Regions from separate parts of the Mus musculus genome. Here region 2 is linked to region 1. Evidence: chromatin contacts called from public HiChIP or PLAC-seq data. All regions are on one chromosome and are shown on one strand. The core of a region is the stretch at or near the end of the contact, and the rest is flanking DNA. Distances in the headings are between cores, read along the strand shown. Region 1 has its middle 25 kb from the start of Tbcc. Region 2 overlaps AI661453 (expressed sequence AI661453).

The links. HiChIP or PLAC-seq counts read pairs in DNA pulled down with a chosen protein or histone mark.
Region 2: a FOXA1 HiChIP or PLAC-seq map of pancreatic cancer cells shows a contact between it and region 1. The contact joins two enhancer-like sites.

What each region holds. Positions count from the first base shown.
Region 1 is chr17:46,862,238-46,869,729 of GRCm38.p6, reverse strand. It overlaps a transcript of Bicral not described here. Among named protein-coding and RNA genes, the nearest start is that of Tbcc, 25 kb to the left of the region's middle. Within about 2 kb of position 2,694, at least 98 of the 459 cell types and tissues checked have an H3K27ac peak or open chromatin away from gene starts, as enhancers often do. A contact at or near this core is called in pancreatic cancer cells, where this site is marked.
Region 2 is chr17:47,446,712-47,454,203 of GRCm38.p6, reverse strand. All of the region lies in intron 2 of AI661453 (expressed sequence AI661453), which reads right to left. Among named protein-coding and RNA genes, the nearest start is that of AI661453, 14 kb to the right of the region's middle. Within about 2 kb of position 2,818, at least 72 of the 459 cell types and tissues checked have an H3K27ac peak or open chromatin away from gene starts, as enhancers often do. A contact at or near this core is called in pancreatic cancer cells, where this site is marked.

The DNA of each region.
Region 1 (7,492 bases), core at 1,445-3,944:
GTCTCCCTTTGTTAGTTGTCAATAGTGTGTAAGGGCCAGGGGCTGTGCACACTTGGTTGTGGGGCAGGCAGGTCCTGGGGAGCTGTGTGGACAGGTGTAGCAGATTACTGCCATAGGCCGTAGATGCGTGCAGAAAGTCATTTGCTGATTTTCATCTTTGTGTTTGTTTGTTTTGTTGTTGTTTGTTTTGTTTTTCAAGACAGGGTTTCTCTGTGTAGCCCTGGCTGTTCTGGAACTTGCTTTGTAGACCAGGCTGTACTCACATTCAGAGATCCGCCCGTCTCTGCCTCAGAGTGCTGGGGTTAAAGGCGTGTGCCACCACCCCTGGCTGGCCTGGGGATGTTTTTGCTTGAGATAAAATCTCTTGTAGCCCAGGTTGTATCTGAGATTAGCCTGGGAATGCCTTCCTTTCCTTCCCAAGTAGTGGGATTCTGCCCCGCCTGAGCCTCAGTTACTAATCTCCAGCAATGTTTCCCAAATGAGAGTCACCGCTGTCGGTGGCTTGTGAACTCTCTGACCGGCATCTAACAGGCTCTGTAAAAATGAGACACCACAGAGTGAACTGTGTCCAGTTCTCTTCTGAAACTCATCGTCGCTGTGCATGACGCCGAAGGCCTGACTAGTCTTCCTCCCGAATGTCAGAATGAAAGGGAATTCAAGGTGTGTCTCACCACACCCTGGCTCAGATTCATTCTTTCTTTTCTTTCTTTCTTTCTTTCTTTCTTTCTTTCTTTCTTTCTTTCTTTCTTTCTTTCTTTCTTTCTTCCTTTCTTCCTTTCTTCCTTTCTTCCTTTCTTCCTTTCTTCCTTTCTTCCTTTCTTTCTTCCTTTCTTACCTCTTTTTTGTTTGTTTGTTTGTTTGTTTGTTTTTTGGGGTCTTTTTGTTTTTGTTTTTTGTTTTTTTCGAGATTCGAGACAGGGTTTCCCTTTGTAGCCCTGGCTGTCCTGGAACTCACTCTGTAGACCAGGCTAGCCTCGCTCGAACTCAGAAATCTGCCTCCCAGGTGCTGGGATTAAAGGTGTGTGCCACCACCGCCCTGCTCAGATGTTCTTTCAAATCTTGGAGGCTTTTTTTTTTTTTTTTAGAAAAATCTTCCTTTCTGTTGTGTTCTGGTGTGAAATATAAGTCTTGAGACAGAGAGTCTCAGTCAGAGGTGTTTGAAAGCTACTGGTGAGGGGACTGAAGACAAAGTGGAATTTTGATTCTGGTAGATCGCCTCAGAATAAAGACGAAGGAAGAGGATCTATGCAAATCATTTGTTGTCCTGGGGCAGGGAGTCTCCTAGGAGAGTCGTGCTGAGGGGTGGCTCTGCAGGGAGAGGCGCCTGCTCCCAGGCCTGAGGACCTGGGTTTGAGCCCAGGGTCTCATGTGGTCGTAGTGGAGAACTGACTTCCAAAGGTTGTCCTCTGACCTCCACACACACGTCCCCTGCAAAACACAGAATAGATAAAATGTAATTGATGATGATGGTGATGGTGGTGGTGGTGGTGGTGATGACGCCGACGCTGACTGTATCCAGGGAAGCTGGAAAAGACAATGAACAGTTGGTACCTGGGCTGGGGATGTCACTAGCTCAGTGGTAGATAATCTGTTTAGCCTTCATGAGTGGGTTCGACCTGTAATACTCAAGTAAAGTAAGAAAGTATGATTCAAGCCTTGGTCCTTCCCAGGAATGTCCTCCACCTATGGGTTCCCGCAAGGCAATCTGGTTTTTTTTACTGTCGTTTGTTCTTTGTTTTGAGTTTTTTTTTTTCCCCTGTCACTATTTTGATACACTCTCATGTAGCCCAGGCTAGCCTGAAGTGCACTGTGTTGTTATGGGTAATCTTGAACTCCTGTTCCTCTTGGCTCCGCCTCCCAGATTGCTACGATGACAGAGCTGAGCCGCCATGCTCAGTGGAGGGAGAGCTAGGGATTGTACATGCTAGGCAAGAACTCTAAGTGAGCCATGCCCATGGCCCGGTTTTCAATTATGTGTAGGCCTGTGTGTCTCTATGTGGGTATATATGCAAACGAGTGCAGGCGAGGAGGAGGTTAGAGGTGTCAGATCCCCTGGAGCTGGAACTGAGCTCTGGTCCCCTACCCCGGCAAGTGCTCTGACAGAGCCCAGGCTGACCCAAGGCTTTCCAGATAGTTAAAGATGAGATTACAGGCAAGAGCCTAAGCCCCTGGCCTTAGGTTTAGGAATCTGTATCTTAATTCATTACGGAGTGCCAGAGGTTGAGGCACTAGCATGTGCCTGTTCTGAGCTGTTCACCCACGGGGGCGGGGGGGGGGGCAGGGGGGGTTGTGTTGTTAGAGCAACTCCCCAGTCAGTGAGGTGCAGATGGTGATGGGACACATTCCACTTTGAGATTTAGAGAGGTGCCTCTAAATCTAGGCAGGAGATTGACCGGGGGTGGGGTGGGGGTGGGGGCAAGCAAGAGATGAAGCCTGATGTCTGTGGAGAAGAAGGCCTGGCTTTTAGGGGAGGCTTGTGGGTGGGTTCTGTGCTTTGAAGGAAAGAATGAAGAAGAACTCTACAGTGTCCAGGGTGTGGCTGAGGGGAAAGGTTTGAGTCACAAATATGGAGACTAGAACGGTTAGAAGAAATGGTCACGTGCCTCTCCATGCGCCCTGCTTTCAGTGGGTAAGATGGACTCCTAAGGCCTCATGCCAGGCCCTCGTGAGCTGTTCCTCCCGAGCACCCGTGCCCTCTGCTCTGACTGTCAGTTTCTGAACAATGTCCTGGTTGTGTTAGATATGACTCACAAGGAGCTGACACATGTACCCAACTGGTATTTGGCTGCTGTGATTCATCCCGAGTGACGTGCATTTGAACATGGTGAGAGTATACGTACCTTTGCCCACGGTGTCCTCCACTGACACCTCGGTAACTCCTCACCGTTCCAGTAACCGTGCAGCTTTTTACCATGTGGCCCTGGATGTTAGTCCCGCAGTGTCCCTTCTCCTTGGTTTCTCTCTTTCTCTCTCTCACTCTTTAAAAATTAGATATTTTCTTTATTTGCATTTCAAATGTTATCCCCTTTCCTAGTTTCCCCTCTGAAAATCTCCTATACACCCTCCTCCTACTCCTGCTTCCTGACCCTGGCGTTTGCTTATACTGGGGCATAGAACCTTCACAGGACCAAGGGCCTCTCCTCCCATTGATGACTGACTAGGCTATCCTCTGCTACATATGCAGCTGGAGCAGTGAGTCCCACCATGTGTTTTCTTTGATTGGAGGTTTAGTCCCAGGGAGATCTGGGGGTACTGATTAGTTCATATTGTTGTTCCTCCTATGGGGCTGCAAACCCCTTCAGCAACTTGGGTACTTCCTCTACCTCCTTCATTGGGGACCCTGTGCTCAGTCCAAATGGATGGCTGTGAGCATCCACTTCTGTATTTGTCAGGCACTGGCAGAGCCGCAGGAGGCAGCTATATCAGGCTCCTGTTGGCATCTGCAATAGTGTCTGGGTTTGGTGGTTATTTATGGGATGGATGCCCAGGTTTCTCTCTTTTTTACTTCATGTGTGTGTGTGTGTGTGTATGTGTGTGTGTGTGTGTGTGTGCGCGCGCGCATGTATGTGCACACCTGTGTGCACATGCCTGTGGAGGCCAGGAGACAACCTGGGGTGTCATTTGTCAGAGGTGACCAACCTTGTTTTGGAGACAGCCTTTCTCCTGGCCTGGAACTCATCAAATAAGCCCACCTAGCTGACCTCTGTGTCTGCCTCCCTAGCACTGGGGCTACAAGCTCATGCTATCAGCACCTGGCTTTTTAACATGGGTCCTGGGGCTCAAACCCGGGTCCTCATGCTTGTGCATGGGAGGTCTTTCCTGACTAGGTCTTTACTGACTGAGCCACCTCCCAGCCTTCCTTAGTGTTCTTAGAGTGTTGAGAATACATCTTAGAGGCCTGCTTAATACCTTCTCACCCTCTCCCTCCCCCCTCCCCCTCCCCCTCTCCCTCCCTCTCCCCCTCCCTCTCTTTTCCTCTCTCTCTAATAAGTGACCATTAGATTGACCCCTTCTTCAGATGTTTCAATTCTGTATTGTTAATTTGTGTTTTCTTATTTGTTCTGTTTTGAGACAGGGTTTTCACTATGTAGCCCTCGCTGGCCTGGAACTTGCTAAGTAGACCAGGCTGGTCCAGGATCTTCCTGCCTTAGACACCCAAGTGCTGAGCTGAAAGGTGTATGCTACCATGTCTGGCTAGCGTAGTACTGTATTGTTTTTTTGTTTTTGTTTTTCCATTTTCTATGTCTGAGTGTTTTCTGTACATGTGTCTGTATATCAGATGTGTGCCCAGTGCCTGTGGAGGCCAGAGGAGGGTAGGGTGTCAGGTCCTCCAGAGCTAGAGTTCAGGGCAGGTGAGCTGCCATGTTGATTCTGAGAAAGGAACCTAGGTCCTTGGGAACTATGGCCTCTGAGCCATCTCTCCAGCCCCTTGTTTTAGTTTTTGAGCTAAGGGTCTTGCAGTGGGCCCTGGCTTGTCTCGGGCTTGCAGCAGCCCTCCTACCTCTGCCTCTAGGATTGCAGGAGCGCTCCCAAACTCATTTTCATCAGCACTTACTAAGTTCATTTTCAGGAGGGTGCAATAATGGAGCAAGCCCCTTGGCATGGACCTCCCTTGGGAGATTTGACTTCCTGTGTAGCCCAGGCTGTCCTAGAACTCACCAGATAGCTGACCTCACTATATGGCTTTTTTGCCTTTAGCTCCTTATCTCCCAAGTGCAAGGATTTCACCTGTGCACCACCAAGCCTGGCTGAAACTGATTTCTCTCCCCGCTGCTTCAAAATACCAGTCTACTGCCTGAGTGATCACGTGACTGGCTTCTTACACACCCACACCGTGCACCATCCCCCGTCCTTTTGGGTGCATAAGACAGGTAGGGCACTGGGGGCCCTGAGCACAGGGAGGTGTCCCAGCCTAGCCCCCTAGCTGTCTTCCCGCTAGAGTGATACCTCCTAACCCAGTGGCTGTCCTCCCCCTCATGTTCTCTGTGGGGAAACAGGCTGGGTGTGTGAGACTGGCGGCCAGTGGGAGTGCTGGCTGCCTTTGAAAACAAACATCTCTGATGTGTTGTATCAACTCCTTGTCTTGGGACTAGAAGCTCGATAGGACTTCAGAGTCTTTAAAAAGCCTGTCAAGGAAAATGACCAGCTTGAAAACCATGTCCTGACTTTAATAGCATGGGCATCTAGAGAGGCGTCTTAGAGTGTTCGTAGTCACTCGTCGTTTAAACCAAGTAACAGCATAGACGCGATAGTGAGAATACCGGCAGCATTCCAATATGTTGCTCTCTAGCACTTTGAAGCCAATTTCAGACCTTTTTTTAGCGGGGGGAGGAGAGGTCTGGGAATTAGACCCTGGACCCCCAGCTTGCGGAGTGGGTAGCCTGTCATTTAGCCACACCACAAGACTTCCCCTATATAGTTGTCTTTTTCATTCATTTAATTATCCGGTCACTTATTAATTTATTGAAATAAGGTCTCACTGTATTACTGTTGGCCACCAACTTGTAAGCCCCTTGCCTCACTCAGCCCCCTGGGCACTGGAATAACAGGTGTGCACATCCAAACTTGGGGCCATGTTTCTATGCAGACCCCTGGCCGGCTTGGAACTCTCTGTGTAGATCAGCCTAGCCTTGAATTCAAAGAGATCCGCCTGCCTCTGCTTCCTGAGTACTAGGATTAAAGACCTGTACCACTATGCTCATTCGCCACCCCCCCCCCATTTTTAAAATTTATTTTAATTTTCTTTGTGTGTTTGTGAATGTGTATTTCTGTGTGGGTGTCTGTGGAGACCAGAAGAGGGCACCAGCTCTCCTAGGATTTCAATTACAGGTGGTTGTAAGCCACCTAAGGTGGGTACTAGAGTCAAACTCTGGTCCTAAGAGCAACAAACTCTCTTAACTGCTGAGCTGTCTGTCCAGATTCACATTACTTGTAGCAGTAGCAGTCACAAGAATAGCGGCAACTATTATTGAATGTCTACCAGGCACTGGGCAAGGGTTTTCCGTCACCAATGTCCTTTAGCTCATACACCAACCTCAGATACGTGTATTGCTTGCCTCCTTTTTACGAACAGGAAACCGAGAGACATTTAAAAGGCAAGGATGGCCAAGTCAGCTCAGTGGGCAAAGGTCTTCCTGCCAAGCTTAATGACCTGGGTGGCACGCCCCTGTGCGCACATACAAACACACACATACACACACACACACACACACACACACAGAGGCTAAGATGTAAAAAAGGTAGGATGAGGTGGCGCACACCTTTAACACCAGTGTTCTGGAGGCAGAGACAGGCAGCTCTCTGCAAGTTCCAGGCTAGCCTAGTTTATATAGCAAGTTATGTGCTAGCCTGAGCTACATGGAGAGATCCTGTTTTAATCCCCTCACACACACCTCCAAAAAAGTCGCATGTATAAGAAGTAACAGTGGCCTTTATGGAGGCCCATAGATTTAATCCAGGCACGCAGGAGGCAGATGCAGGCAGATCTTGGGAGGTAAATTCAGCCAACACGCCTTTAATCCCAGCACTTGGGAGGCAGAGGTAGGTGGATTTCTGAGTTCAAGGCCAGCCTGGTCTACAGAGTGAGTTCCAGGACAGCCAGGACTACACAGAAAAACCCTGTCTCCAAAAAAAAAAAAAAAATTCAGCCATGTCTTCATAGAGGGTCCCGGGACAGCAAGGGATTCACAGTGAGATCCTGTTTCAAACAAATACAGTACCCTCAAATCATGGTGGGGCCTACAACAGAAGGCTGCCACTGGCTGCTCACACAGGAAGAGTCCACAGGCTCATCTGGTTCTCAGTGCCCTGCTAAGACATCCTCCGTGCACTAGTTCCTGACGCCTTAAAATAACTCTCAGAGGTGAATACTATAATTATCCTCATTTTATGGATGAGGGGGTTGAGGCTCCGACGGGGGATATGGCATGCCCAGTGCCACAGCTCTAGAATAGGTAAAAGCAAAGATATAAAGAAGGATAAGAACCTTGATGATGGCTGGGCGTGGTGGCGCACGCCTTTAATCCCAGCACTTGGGAGGCAGAGGCAGGTGAATTACTGAGTTCGAGGCCAGCCTGGCCTACAGAGTGAGTTCCAGGACAGCCAGGGCTACACAGAGAAACCCTGTCTTGAAAAACCAAAAAAAAAAAAAAAAAAAAAAAAAAAACCTTGATGATGGACAGTGAGGATTAAAATAGTTTTGTTTTAGTGCATTCTGTTAGTGTTTCTGTGTGTGCATGTGTGCATATTGGGCACATACATGCCATGAACACTTGTGAAGGCCACAGGACAGCCTGTGGGAAGTCGGCTCTCTCCCTCCACTATGGGAGGTCACATCAAGACATCGCTTGATGGCGAGCGTCTTTGCCCACTGAGCCACCTTCCCGCCTGAGAATGTAGAATGCGTCTTGCACATCGCTACCTCGATTGACAGCCCTCCTGTTCCCCCGCAGTGGGTACCTCTGGCTGGCACGCACATATATATGCACAGCGC
Region 2 (7,492 bases), core at 1,569-4,068, 580 kb before region 1:
AACAGAATCAGGCTATCTTTAAAGACCAGTCTTTATAACTAGAGTAAAGCAGACATAGAGTAGCATTCAGGCCGGTGGCACACACCTGTAATTGCCACTTGGAAGGCAGCAACAGGGGGATTACTACAAGTTGGAAGGTAGCCTGGGCTACATATGGAGACCCCGTCTTGAGATAAAGCAAAACATAAAACAAAAACAAAATATGAGCTGGGTATAGTAGCAAAGCCCTCCCAGCACTTGGGAAGCAGAGGCAGGAGGATCAGTGAGTTCAAGGGCCAGCCTGGGCTACATGAAGTTCTGTTTCCAAACAACAAGCTAAGCAGCATCCCAAACAGTTATCACAAAGGCAGAGACAGTACCCCTCAAAGCTCAGTGGGTGCCCCTCCGGCCTCCCAGGACTTGGTGTTCTTGCCTGGACTCTATAAAGTGGGGTGGACCCCACCTACCTTGGGATGGTTGGACTACAGAGGCTGAGGCACGCCCACAGACCCTGAAAAGCAGGGCAGAGGAGGGAGGTGTTTGCTGTCAGGCTCGCCCTTGTGGGAGGCTGGAGAGGCCCATCAGTTAAGGGTTCTTCCAGAGGGCCTGGTTCATTTGCCAGCACTAGAAGGCTGTTACTACAGTTCCAGGGATCCAATGTCGTCTTCTGGCCTCTGTGGGCAGCACACACACACATAGCACAGAGACTTATATGCATTCAAAAACACTCACGCCACAAACTAAAATAAATAAACCTCAAAAACCCTCTGTGGGTTAGTCAGAGCCTGAATCTCCAGATGTTGTGCCCAGGGCATGGCCCCCTGACTCCTCTGTGCACATGTTTTGGGGAAAATGGGTGTTTCCCTATGGTCAGGGACAAGTCACCAGGAATCCTCTCCTGTCCCCTTTGCTATCACTTTAGGGTGGAAGGAAAGAGAAAGGAAAGGGGAGAGGAAAGAATGAGTAGAGGAAACAGCAAGCTAGCCACCTCTCCCCGCCTCGAGTTTTGCCCAATAGAGTCTGCTGCTCACCCCTGCTACGAGAGAGCTCCACACTCCATCCCACCCCACTGACCTCCTCTTGCCCTGGTATACACATCCTCGTGCCTGGGATTCCTGAGTCCAGCCAAGCCCCAAGGGTAGATCCCCAGAGGTTGGGCCAGCAGGTAAATGCATGGCTGACCTTGGTGTTGGAGCCTGAAAGCCTTCCTCACCAGCCTCCTCCTGAGCCTATCTGTGCCCTGGACCGGGAGGTGGCATATGGAGCTCTGAGGGGGATGGGGGAGGGAGCAGACCCTGCTCCAGAGTAACAGCCAGGCCGGCTTGGGTCCTCCCTCACGCCCAGCCAGAGTGGGAGTCACAGAAGAGTTTTACAGGCATCAAGGTGCTCAACAGAGTGAGGGCCAGCTGGCTGCCACTGGTTTGTGGGGGGCAATGTAGGGGTGTGGGCAGAAGAACACTGCAAGCCCAAGACAGGACATGACTTAGACCCAAGACCAGCCATGGCCTCCATAGCATCTAAGATCTCTGAATCAGACAGATGGGCGGGTGATTTCAGCTATCAGCTCAGTTGGGCTGGGGATAGCTTCCTCAGTAGACTACTTGGTAGAGAGTTACGTGTGTGGTAACACAGAAAGCCCCCAGTTCAGCTGAGGGTGTCCTCAGTTGTCAGAATGTTTGGGGTGCTTACTCAGCACTCAGAAAGCCCTGGGTTCAATTCCCAGCACCCAGTAAATCAGGCAATGGTAGCGCATGCCTGTAATTCCAGCATTCCAGAGTAGAGACAGAAAGATCTGGAGTTCAGGGTGTGCTGGCCAGATGGCTCAGTAGGTAAAGATTCTTGCCAGAAAGCCTGATGAGCTGAGCTAGGTCTCCAGGACACACAGAGCAATGCATAGGAGAGGACACATATACACTAAATAAATGACTGTAATTATATATGTGTGTGTTTATGTATATGGTTATGCTTATTGGCTAACACTTTTAATTTCAGCACTGAGAAGCAGAGACAGAAGGATCTCTGAGGTGGATGCCTGTCTGGTCTACACAGAGAGTTCAGGCCAGCCAGGGTGACATAATAAGGGTTTGCTGAAGATAGAATTTTTAATTACTGATTAAAAGTTTAGGATGCTCACTGGTGACATAAGGAAATCAAGGCTAGCCTGGGATGCATGAATCCTTGTCTAAAAAACAAACAAACAAACAAAGCTCTCAGCTGCTTCCCACATCCTCGTCCTTGCTTGGCTTCCTGGAGTCAGAGCTGTAGGGGCCTGGCTGCTGCTGGGCCTCTGCCCCAGGTCTCAGCTCTAGCCCTCCCTCCAGGACAAGCAGTAAGCAGAGCCAAAGGAGCAGGTCCCTGACGACCCTCCATACAGTGTCTTCCAGAGCTGATTCCACTTTTAACAAATCTTCCTGGTCAACCCTCCTGAGGCAGCCAGGTCAGGACAGGGGCTAGCCAAGAGGCAGCTGTTTATAGGTGGGGATGAGGGTGTCGCTGGCTTTGAGGAACTCTTGTGAATGAAGGGGTCAGGAGGGTGGGAGGGCGGTAAGACCTCCAACTTGATGCTCACTGCGCTCACTGCTAGCTCTGCCACCTCAGACTCTATAGCCTTTCCATTCAACATCACCTACAAGATCAGTGAGACTCAGCCTGCCTTGTCTCCCTCTTGAGTTTAGGAATGTGTTCCCGAGCCAGCTGTCTGGGTGGGCTCCACGGCGAGTTGAGGGCTCCCAGGCAATCAGGGACTTAGAGGGAGTGGGCCCAGAGGAGACACGTAGGTCTCTCCTGCAGCTCAGGGATTTCCTCCCCTTGGCAGGACCAGGCCTGTGTGACTCAGAGGGCAGGGCAACCCTGGGAGCTCTCACCGCCCTGGGCACTCCAAGACCTGTCCAGCCAGTTTGCCCATAGTTACCACACGGACATTTAATTTCAAATTTCTCATGAGCATCAGCCCGGGGATGGCAGGATCAGATGGGGTGCAGAGAAGAGGTCACCCGGGACAATCAGCTACTGCTCAGGGTTTAGCGTAGGGCAGGCTCAGCCTTGAGTTCTGGGCTCCATTTTCCCTAGGAAGTAGGGGAGAGGTTGCTCTTCCTGAGGCCTGTGGCCAAGACCCAGCTCCAAGGTCTGCCGCTCCTTTTGTTTTGAGACTGGATCTCTCCAAGTAGCCATGGCTGTCCTGAAACTCACCAAGATCCTCCTGCTTCTGCCTCAGGCACTGAGATTAAAGGTGTGTGCCACCAAACCCGCCTCTGCTGCTCTAGAGGGCAAGCCTGCTCTAGTCCAGAGCAAGCCTGCTCTTTCGTGGATCCAGCATTTTTTATTATCATCATTATTCTTATTACTATTATTATTATTTTGTCACTAATCTTATTGCATTTATTTATTTTTGTGTACAAGTATGCACATGTGCACAGGTCATGTATGTGCAGGTCAGAGGATGATCCTCAAATGTCACCTCTCTCCTTCTACCTTTCGGGTCCTGGCGATTGGATTTGGGTCATGGGGCTGGGCGGCAAGAGCCTTTATCTACCAGGTTCTTTCACAGGTCCAGGTCTCTGTGTTCTTATCCCCACCCCACAACAGAGAGTGAACCCAGTTTACGGTGCATGTGAGGAGGAGAGTGCTCTGTTACTGGGCCACGCCCCAGCTCTTGTTTATCCTTATTTAGTAACATGGCCCTGTACCATAGCGGCATCCCCAGCTCTCCTCATCTGGGATCTCAGGCATGCACCACCATGCGGCAGTACATTCCCTCTTGATGACAGCTGAGGTCCTCCCACTTCTGCTGTGTGGTAGCTCTAAACCTACCCCTCCCCCACACCCCAGATCAGTGAGGTGGGTGGGCCTGGTGGCCAGAAAGCAACCCTCCTCCAGGAAGAATCCGGATCTGTGTGTGAGGCATGTGTAAGAGCTTGCCATGCCCCCTCCCGTGCCCGTATAGTCACTTAGCACAGAAACTCACAGCTGGGGACACCCTAGGGGACGATTCACAGTAGTAAGCCCTACCAAAGGTTAAAGAAATCAGAGGCCTGGAAGAGAACAAGGGTCTGGTCCTCTGTAACTCCACAACCCAAGGTAGAGCGGGGACTGGGAACAGGGATCTGATGACCAAGGACCCCAAAGGTCTGTTTCATGGTTGGCCTTTGGTTATGGAGACTCGAGAAAGTATTTCTTAGAGTAAGGCACCTGAGGACAACCCTCTTTTTGAACCTGTCCCCTGGCTGGCTCTTAAAAGATGAGAGGACATTCAGAAGACACCCAGGCAGGGCTCAAAGACCCTGGCTGGGCCTGCCTCATCTGTTTGCCAGGGTGATGCTGCTTGGTGGCTTCCCTTGCTCACCTCCAGGCCTGGGAGGTGCTCTCTGCAGGTGGGAGGGTAAGAAAGGACTGAGTGAGGCCCTTAGAGGTTTAATACCACACCAGGCAGAAGGGGCAAGGCTCAGGTACTGGCCCAGAGACCCTCCCACCCTGACATGGGACTGGGGTTCTGAACAAGTGAGCCCACACTCGCACCTGGGGCACTGGAAGAAAGCCCAGAGCCTATGGAAGGGGCCCCAAGATCAGATAGGAAAAAATGAGCTACTCAACTGACCTTCACCCAGAGCAGGTGGTGAGCGAGGCTGGAAGCTACTCCAGCCCTGTAACCTGAAGCAAGATCAGAGCAGCAATTAGGCCAAAGGGTCTGAATTTGGTGGATCCTGAGAGTCCTCAGCTAAAACTCCTCACACCCTTGAAACCATTTCATTAGGGCCTCGAAGATTCCAAGATCCAGAAGGCGACACAGGACGAGGGTGGCGAGCACCAGGCCAGGGAGGTGGGAGTAATTCTGTCAAGGGCCCTGGAAGGGGAAGACAAAGCTGCCAGGTGGGGCATGGAGGGAAGGTTAGGGCAGCCTGAGGGGCATTTGGACCTGGGACTTGGCCTCTGGGAGCGTGGGTCTGGGCTCTGCAGGACAATATGCAAATCATTTCCGGTCTCAGGGCTAGAGCCTCGGGCTGTGAAGTGGGGGTTTTTGGCATGCGTTAGGGAGGGGATGGCTCTCTCTGTTCAGGGATATATGCTCTTTGGAACTCCTGTGTTAGCTGTGCTCTCAGGGAGGGTGGGGCCAGGCAGGCAGCTCTACCTTAGCCAGCACTGAAGGAATGTGGTAAACGTCCCTCCTGGGTTCAGTTCTGGCTCTGTACAACACACTCCCATGGACCCAATGGGTTTCGGTTATTAGTTTGACATGTCAGTCCTCTCTCATTCTGCATAGTGGGGACTTCCTGGTTTGTGCAGAAAGAATGTTCCCAAGGGATGTCCTCAAGAGGCCCAGTACTCCAGGCCGGAGCAGTCCTAAAAGCCTTGACTTAGCCTGAATCTTCCATAGACTTCCTGAGGTTCTGCCCAGATTGGGGTGGGGGCAGTGGGGGCAGCAGTAAAGGCCCAGAATAGGTGGGTGGGGAGAAGATGTAAGAGACTGGAGGGGGCCTCACTGACCCTGGGGGAGGGGCCAGGACATTAGGAGCTAGTCATTATTCATTAACCAGTTCAGGGACAGGTGTGGCAGCTCCTATACCACCATCTCCAGAATTCGCTATGAGGCAGTGAGGGGAGCCTGGAATTCACTTCTAGATATAGGATGCTAACTTCAGTTGATCATCACCTTGGCCACAGGAGTCTTTACACAGTTGTGAGCATCTCTGGAAATGAATTGGGCAGAAGTTTGTTGTTTGTTTGTTTGTTTTTTGTTTTAACCTTCTAGTTGAAAGTGACAAATCTGTGTCTATGACCTTGAACTTCTGATCTTTCTGCCTCTAATTCTCAAGTGCTTCAATCACAGGCGGGCTCAGCCAGTCCTGTTTGGTTTTTGTTTTTGGGACGCTGAATCCAGAGGTGCGAGCAAGCACTTTGCTGACTGAACTACAGCCTCAGCCTCAGAGGTCACTTTTAAACAGAAAATACATGACCTGAAAGGCGTGGTTGTTTGTCTGTTGGCTGGGTTTTGAGACAGGGTCTCATGTAGCCAAGGATGACGGAATTCCATCTCTCAAAATGTTGGGGCTGTGGGACAGGACCCCCACACTTAGCCGGGGTTTGTTACTGGGAAATAAAGCCAGGGCATTTATTTCTTTCTAGTTTTTAACTTTCCTTTGCTTTTTAGGCCTTTTGGAGACACGGTCCCACCTAGTCCAGGCTTATAGGCCAGGCTTCCTTGAGCTCCTGATCTACCAGCTTCTACCTCCCAGGTGCTGGGACTGTAGGCATGAACTCCCATACAAGATGTTTTCGATTTTACTTTTAATAGAGCCCCTTTAAAACCACACGGGAGACTTGGATCGAACAGCCTTAGGAGAACAGAACCATTTATCCAGTGGGGGTTTGTTTTGTACATTTACTTATTTATTTTGCGTGGGGGAGAGGCAGGCAGCAAGCACATGCCACAGCCCAAATGTGGAGGTCAGCGGGCAGGCTGCAGGAATCTGTTCTCTTTTTTCACCATGGGTTCTGGGGAATCAAGCTTAAATCATCAGATTTGATGGCAAGCACCTTGGCCCACTGAGCCATCTTGCCAGGACTCCTGAGTGGTTCTTTGGAGTCTCTTCTACTTATCAAAGAGCAAAATCCCAACTGTGGCCTTTAAGCTATTTATTTGGGGTTGGAGAGATGGCTTCTAGAGGGGACCCATGTTTGATTCCCAGCATTCACACGGCTGCTCACAAGTGCCTGTAATTCTGCCTCTAGGGCTTCTGATAACTTCTTCTGGCCTCTGGTGACCACTGTACATACATGGTGTACAGATATACATGAAGGCAGAACACTCATAAACATTATATATACATATATGTATAATACATATATATAATATATTATATATATTATATATTATATAATAATAGATAGATAGATAGATAGATAGATAGATAGATAGATAGATAAATAGATAGATGTTTGCTTTGCTCGGTGAAATTGTAATGCTGGCACTTGGGAGGCAGAGGCAGGAAAACCACTGAGCGATTCAAGCTAGCCAGGGCTAGCAAGATCCTATCTTGGAACAAAAGATGAGAGCTTTTGGTTTCCTGTAGTTTCATAAACACAAAAGAATCTATCTCAAATGCCCTTCTCCCAAGTGTCACAACTATTTATCCTATGAGGAAATTCAGATTCTGCCTCCTCCAGGAAGCCCTTCTTGATCATCCCTTGTAAATAACACCGGCTGCCTCTGCCTGGCCAATGCTCTACTGGGCAGCATCTCCTAGAGCGGGCACAAGTAATGCCAACTACATCCTCCCTGCATCCAGGGCCTGGCAGGCAGGCAACCAGTGGCCATCAGGAATGAGAAAAAAAAAAACTCCTGCTGGGTTCAAGTTGGCCCCCACCACTGGGTGCCTCTCCTGATCTCGAGCTTCCTGCTATGAGTCTCAGCCCTGCCTCTTCCCAGAAGCCTCCCCGGGTTGGCATCAGGAAGGAAGGGAGTGGACAGTGGGCGAGGCGGATGTGGCAGACCTGCTCCATTTTTGGCAGGTGAGGT